Regions from separate parts of the Ovis aries genome. Here region 2 is linked to region 1. A link is a contact called in public Hi-C data. All regions are on one chromosome and are shown on one strand. Each heading gives the region's core, a stretch centred on a gene start, on an enhancer-like site or on the middle of the called end of the contact. The rest is flanking DNA. Distances are from core to core; before and after follow the strand shown.

What was found. Hi-C and Micro-C count contacts between places; a contact is called where the count stands out from the background.
Region 2: a contact with region 1 is called in a Hi-C map of skin fibroblasts, with 3 times the contacts expected there. The contact joins two enhancer-like sites. A contact is called at or near these places in 4 of 16 Hi-C or Micro-C datasets (hypothalamus, skin fibroblasts and tail adipose tissue).

The regions. Positions count from the first base shown.
Region 1 is chr18:40,412,748-40,416,302 of ARS-UI_Ramb_v3.0, forward strand. No RefSeq gene overlaps it. Among named protein-coding and RNA genes, the nearest start is that of AKAP6, 61 kb to the right of the region's middle. Within about 2 kb of position 2,159, at least 4 of the 54 cell types and tissues checked have an H3K27ac peak or open chromatin away from gene starts, as enhancers often do.
Region 2 is chr18:40,623,741-40,627,676 of ARS-UI_Ramb_v3.0, forward strand. All of the region lies in intron 2 of AKAP6 (A-kinase anchoring protein 6), which reads left to right. Among named protein-coding and RNA genes, the nearest start is that of TRNAC-GCA, 120 kb to the left of the region's middle. Within about 2 kb of position 1,406, at least 15 of the 54 cell types and tissues checked have an H3K27ac peak or open chromatin away from gene starts, as enhancers often do.

The DNA.
Region 1 (3,555 bases), core at 909-3,408:
ACATTTCGTGATTCAAGCTTCTCACGTCCCTTTCTTCTCTACTGCTTCTTTGTTTGAATTTAATGCTAAATTCTGCAATGCAACAAATCCTTTGGTAAGGAGACATAACATATTTCTACCTCAGAATTACAGATTTGCTGCATATTTGCTATATTATTTCACCATTTCATTAACCTCTTGTGGCTTCATTGTTAGCAGTGCCAACAATTGGTTTCAATTGTCAAGATAAAAGTACCCAGTTCCTTTTTTTCATTACCTCAAAGTTCTTTATGATTGCCTGTTCCTGCATACTCAGTCATATCTGATTCTTTGCAACCCCACAGACTATAGCCTGCCAGGCTCCTCTGTCCATGGGATTTCCCAGGCAAGAATACTGGAGTGGGTTGCCATTTCCTCTTCCAGGGGATCTTTCCAACCCAGGGACTGAACCCATGTCTCCTGCATCTCCTGCATTGGCAGGAGGATTTTTTTTTTTTTTTTTTTTTTTTACCACTGCACTGCCTGATTATAGTCTTATTTTTACTCTATTCAGGTGAGAGAGCTCTCGGCTAAGTTCATTTTGAAGAATAAAAAAATCAGATATGGGAAAGTTCAAAGAAAGCAGTGAATTACATTTAGGTAGGTGGGCCTGGATACCCCAGTTCAGTGGTACTCAACCTGGCCATACACCTGAGGAGTTTGAAAAGATCCTTGGCTCAGGACCCACACTAAGCCAGTTAAGAATGACAGTCCTCTGAGGTGGGGGCAAGGATAGTTAAATCTTTTCAGGTAAACCGAGTAAGTAACTGTGGTTGTGATCTCTGCTGAATTTACCGAGAAAGCAAGACTTTATTTTCACTGTTTGGATTAGGAAATCACAGGAATGACTGTGAAACAAATTGAAAATGTAGCAGATAAAGTTAAAACTTGCTTTCTGCTATACCTTTTCAAACTAGTTAGCATTTTACATATAAAAGTTTTTAGTTAACTACAGGTTCAAGACTCTGTCTTTGGGTTTTTCATTTTAAAGACTGAAACTTCAGGGTAGGGCCAGAAACACCCATTGTTTATCAGGACCTTGAATCATGAGTATATTGGTATTACCCACCCTTTCTGTCTTTTCCTTATGATTGTGTTAACCTAAGTGATTTCCAGTGAGATTAAGCAGAGTCCCTCCAGGGAGCTATTCAGTCACTTTTTCAGAGTGTGCCTTTTTCAAACGTATTCTGCCCCACATCACATCTCCCAGCCTCCTCATTCTGGCTTGCTCTCTGCAGTAGTCAGCTTTTGGAAGTAATAGGAGAATACCTTTTGGGTATGTGAGGGTGGAAATTAAGAGAACTTTCTTAGAAGTTTCCTCATCACTCTATTAAGTATGGTATATTTATCCTTGTCTTTAGAGCTTTATGCGGCAATGTCAAGCTAGTTATTGCAGAAAACCTGGTACTGGAAATTCCTTGCATTTCATGTGAAAATATGATGTACCTGTAATTGGGATAGTGTCCTCTGTAGGGCTGGGGTTCAGAGTAAAAGGAAACTGTTCTCTGTAAGATTTGCTCTAAAATGGCACCTCTGACTGACTGAGTCCCTCTTGAACCACGTTGGGATTCTTCAAGTTTCTAGCTTGGTTGGATTGCTTTTGGAGCCAAAGAGAGTTCTAATCATTAGCATTAGTGAGTTGTTGCTCATTAGCATTTGTGTGGAGTACCCAAATCACTGCAACAAAGGGTGTGAAACCTAGCTGGTGGTGGGGGGAGGGTGAGCGGGATTGTTTCTTCTTGGATTAATACCAGAGTTACTTCCCTTGGTGCAGATCTATTCTTCCCTGTGTGGGAATGTTTAATGTTCATACTGTTAGGTGAGAGCCTCATTCAGAGAACTGGAAAAAAAAAAAAAAACACACACACACACACATTATCCTCAACTTATCTTAAAAAAATTTACAAACCAACAAAAGAATACTTTCTTTGTACAGTGACTTGTTCAAAAATTTGAAAAGGACTTATGCTGCATGAGAGAGCTTTTCCTGCAATGCAGGTCCACCAGTTATTCAAGCAAAGAGTTAATCGAGGCCAGGGAAGCTTCTCTGGCAGCCTGCAAGCTTTGTGCAATAGCCAGGCTGGGGGTTGAGAGAGGCTGATATTCATTTGTTTGTGTATGAAGCTTTCATTCCCAAAGTCTTAGACATCACATACCAGGAAAGATGATTGTGAAAAGCAGGGACAAACTCAAGTGTTTCCCGGTTGTTCTGGTTGCCTTTGATACATCTGATGCTGCCTGACAGTGTTTGCCGCTTGGTTGTCTAAACAGAATTGTCTTCTCCTGAAATGAGTGAGAATTAATTATTCCCATCCAGCCATCATCAAAAATACTCTGATATGAGCTTGTATACCTAAATGAGTCTTACAGTAAGTAAAACCTTTAGTTTGGAGATCTCCCGTCCTCCCATTTAATTGTACCGTGTGTAAGCTTCACCTTGGAATTGTAGAGTTTGAGGAGGTGTAACACTCTTTGATTCTGAGAAACTGTGCAGTGGGTTTGTGCAGAGAGGCCCAGATAGGAATGTCTCCCAGAACCCTGAGAGCTTGGTCACTTCCCTTTCCTCCCTGACTCCAACATCCTTGGGTCTGGCTATAGCAACAGCACCCCCTAATGTGTGAAAGGGTGAGAATGGGCTCCTGCTTAATGAGGTGAGGTGCTTGGGCTTCGATGAGTGAAGAGTAAGAGACAAGCGTCTTAGCCTTCTTTAATGAAAGGACAGCTGAGCCTAAATCTGCAAAAGCAGCACAGCTTCTAAGTTGCTGAGAAAGGAAGATAGAGGCAGCAGGAGAATAGGGTTTTAGATTATTTTACAAGATGTGAAAGCTAAGGAGAGCCTCAGGAGGGAATCTGTAGGTCGCTGGGGAAAGGTGCTAACGGCCTGTGAATAAGTTTTTTGTTCTTCCAAAGACTTCACACCTTGGTCATGTGCATGGGGAGGAAGATGGATATGGTCTGGCCATAGAGGCCTTTCATTGTTGACTGAGACTGAGCCTGCAAAGGGGCCAAAGCATTTTTCCAAACAGTTAAGCAGTGGTTTAAAGGCTGCTAAAATGTAGAATTGGAGAAGGCAATGGCAGCCCACTCTAGTACTCTCACCTGGAAAGTCCCATGGACGGAGAAGCCTGGTGGGCTGCAGTCCATGGGATCACTAAGAGTCGGACATGACTGGGTGACTTTACTTTCACTTTTCACTTTCATGCATTAGAGAAGGAAATGGCAACCCACTCCAGTGTTCTTGCCTGGAGAATCCCAGGGATAGGTGAGCCTGGTGGGCTGCCGTCTATGGGGTCGCACAGAATTGGACACGACTGAAGTGACTTAGCAGCAAAATGTAGACTGATAGGTATTGCCTGACAGCAGAGTTTCGATTAAAGGAACTAGACTTAAGTATAAGAGGAAGCAAAGAGTGGGTAGAGATGGACTCTAGAGAAGATGGAAGAGGGATGCTCCCTTCCTTCATTTTGTTCATCACGCAAATATTTATTGTTGAGCTAGTATTCAGTGAGAATTCTGTTCTAAGTACTGGGAATGAAT
Region 2 (3,936 bases), core at 156-2,655, 210 kb after region 1:
CATCAGCTGGGATTTAGTTTCACAACCCAGTACCTCACTTTTTCCTAAGGTATAGTCTACCTTTATTCAAGTTTTATTGTAAATTCTTTCAACATTCTTTCTCCCTGTTGGAGTAGATAGAATTGTGTTCTCCCTACCAGGGCTGCGAAGAGTTGACTCACTGGAAAAGACTCTGATGGTGGGAGGGGTTGGGGGCAGGAGGAGAAGGGGATGACAGAGGATGAGATGGCTGGATGGCATCACTGACTCGATGGACGTGAGTCTGAGTGAACTCCGGGAGTTGGTGATGGACAGGGAGGCCTGGCATGCTGCGATTCATGGGGTCAGAGTCGGACACAACTGAGCGACTGAACCAAACTGAACCAGGGCTGCAGCTAACATCTTCATTGCACAGTTAACTTTAACTGAAACCTGCACCCCCATCCAGAATATAAACTGTCTTTATAGTTTCTTATCTGTTTCATCTACCTCTTTACCATTATTCTATTGATGTTGCCCCTTGACTGGAGTTTGGACAAGATTAAAAACACTGCCTTGTGCCACTATGTAAGCACGTGTATCATGCATTCTGAGCTATTGACTTTTGTGTTGGCACGATTATTGTGAATAAACCAAGAAAAACAGTCCTTTTGGGATTTCTTTGAGACTTCAATATGTAGAAGCTAAGTGGCTTGTTCTTTCAAAGAAATCAGAGGTTTGAGAATGTATTGATAATTGTCCTTGTAGGTTGCTTTCTTAAGGAAGCACATTCTGAGGCTCTGAGATTTGTATGTTGGAGGCTTATTGGAATGAACCATCTGAGAGACGCGAGCAACATCATCCTAGCAGAGGGAGGAGTTGAACCACTGTGCTGCGGTAGAGGCATTAGTCATTCCTATGGGGAACTCCATAGAGTTGGGCCCACTCCTTTGCCAGGCTTTCTACCTCCTCCCACTGAGCAGGCATTGGACATGGAGTGCTCCCAGGGAAGGATGTGACCTTGGGTGGGGCAGCTGAGGGCAAGCCCCAGAGAAGGTCTCAGATGGGAGCAGTAAGCAGCCAACACTCCTGGCAGCTGGGGGAATAAGTGCCTTATGCAGAATAGTGGGAGACTATAAATGTTCCTATAGCTTTTCTGTATTGTTGTTATTGTTATCATTATTATTAAAGGGCTTGACCCTGAAAAGATCATGGTACTTAATTCTAAGAGCACCAATGTAACAAGAGACTGATCTCTGTAATGCGAATGAAAATACCTCTCTTTGCTGAGAGGCATTGTGCAGAACTCATGAAAACATGGCAGTGATGTTGGCAGGGAGATGGCAATGAAGTTCTCTGCACCAACTGTCTCCTGCAGCTGTGAAAAGACACACAGCCTGGCTGCCAACTGTTGGGCTGTTTGTGCTTTGGCTGCATTTAGTTCCCTCTTATGTCAACTTACAATTCTGTGTTGAAGAAAATTGGTCTGGTCTGCCACCATCCCCATCTCTTAGCAACTGAGAGAGATTGAAACAACAGCTGGGTAATTTGATACTGGGAATTTAAAGGTTGTGAAATGGAATATAATGGCTTGTTTGTATTAAATGAAAAAAAGAGAGAAAATGATGTAACTCTAATGCTTAGAAATGTTTGGAATGCCACATGGGTTACAAAGAGAGAAAAATCTAGTTTAAACTGGTTGGACTCTTCCTCTCTCAGAATGATTAATGTTGAGTCCAAAAGCATTCTCAAACACCCATATTTGCCTAAATATAAATTCCTGTAGAATGTTGGAATTGCAATATGAAAAAAAGTTTCCGTGTTCTGTATTTACTTTCTGTAAGATTGACCTACTGCTTTCTTTATCACACATTTAAAAATACTATTTTCAATAAAACATAGATGACAGTTTAGCTTTGGTGGGCAGTGGGAGGGGCCCAGGGGTGGAGACAGAGACAGTGAGGGATGGTCCTCAGAGGCAGTGATTCACTGGAAGCCTGTTTTATAGGCTGCTCACACCATCTCCAGGGCACACGCACAACAGATAATAATGGAATTGTGAGTTTGAAAACTAGGAAATGAAAAGCCAAGTGCAATTGTTGACAAAAAGTTGTTTTCCCTCTTCCCTGGGGCCAGTAAAGAGATCATCTGGCTTTCAAATTAAGAAAGCCAGAAAATACAGTGTTTGCTCTCAGAATAAGTCAAATGTCATACTTAATGAAAATTCCAAAGCAGAAAGAGAGAAAGCAAGGAAGTTGGGGAAGAAGAGATTGAAATGCCTAATTAATGGAGTGAGCTGCTTGCTGCTTGACCTGTAGGTTCATAATTCAGGCATTTGTCCATTGTTTAATAAACATGCCTGAACAAGGTTCATTGAAGGGGCATGGATTATAGGGGAGGGGACTGAAAATCTAGTGCTTTTACATGGTAGGAAACTGCCTGGTCGTGTTTCTCAAGATAACTTGTTCAGCTGCTGCATATGCAACTTTCATCCCAGCGCAGGGGGCAGAAAGCCATTGTTTCCTTTGCTTGGCTAGTGGTTTACTTCCTTGTCACCTTCTCATACAGTTGGGTCATAGGTCTGCTGCTGTTAGCAACACATTGTCTTTTCATCAATACTGAAAGAATTTAATTCCTTCCCTGTGAAGTGGTTCCAATTCCTCAGCAAGTGTTTGGCTTTGTGATACAACTTTGAAGAAATGAAGTAAAAATTCACTGGGAAACAGCCCTTCTTCTTACCCATCCACTTCCTTACTTCCCAGTTCTCCCAAGACCACATCCATCCAATTTACAACAAATGAAGTGGAACCATATGAAATTTATCTTTTTGTAGGTAAAAGGTAGTTAAACGTAGGTAATTTCACATGGTTCAGCTTTTAATATACAAACGAGTTCTCTGGTTTAAAAAAAAAAAAGAGTGACTATGAATGTTATCCTTAGAATTCTCAGAGGAGAGGAAAAGAAAAGACTTCAAGGTAAACAAATGGACAGACAAACTTATTTGTACCAAACTAAATTCCAGATGGGGCTGGCTTGTAGTTCACAAACAGAAAAGAAAAAGGGATTGCAGCTTGCAGGAAACTATTGCTTCTCCCTGAGGGAGATGAGGATTGAAGTTCTCTACATGGGGTATGTTTCCAGTCTACTTGATCTTTCATTTAGCTTAAAAATTCAGTTTGGTGTTTGCACTTCCCTCATTTTCCAAAATTTGTTCTGATTCCACACGTCTGTCAAACATTTCTGTATATTTGTTTATTCCTCTTTGATTTGAAAGATAGGAAGTATATTGATTGTTTTTCAGGTGGAAACTAACTTTCCATTCATTTGGGAAGAATTTGTGCATTGGTTCACTTCCACAGCTCTAGAGCATTCGTGCTCAATATTACACTTTTATTTGAGACACAGGAAGTGTATTTGTTTAAATTTTCTCTCTGAAAATAAAGCCAGAGCTACGGCCTGATGAGCATTATACAAAGGAAAAGAAATCTCAGTTTAGTATTTTTTAATACTTCACGTTTAATGGTTCATAAATGTATAATAATCATAGTGAACTTTTATTCGGCACTGCTATAGGCATAATAAGGTACTGTGCATGTACTATCACATTTAATCCGCATCCTATGACTTGTGTCCTGTCCTGTCTTAACGAATGAGGGAACTGAAGCACAAAGGTTAAGTTTCTCTCCCAGGGAATCAAAGTTGTTAATAGCAATGCTAAGACTGACTTTCAGACTATCTCCAGACCTACTCTCTTAATTTACTATACCATTTTGCTATCACACTGACTATACCTGATTCAGATGCAACCCTTGCCACCAGCCCCCCACAATTAATCATTTTCCTTGAATGTTTTTGATGTTGATTTGCATTTTGAAGGTGCCATTTGGGCAAGGTGTCTTGAAGGATGCTGCTAAGTCACTTCAGTCATGTCCGACTCTGTGAGACCCCATAGACGGCAACCCACCAGGCTTCCCCGTC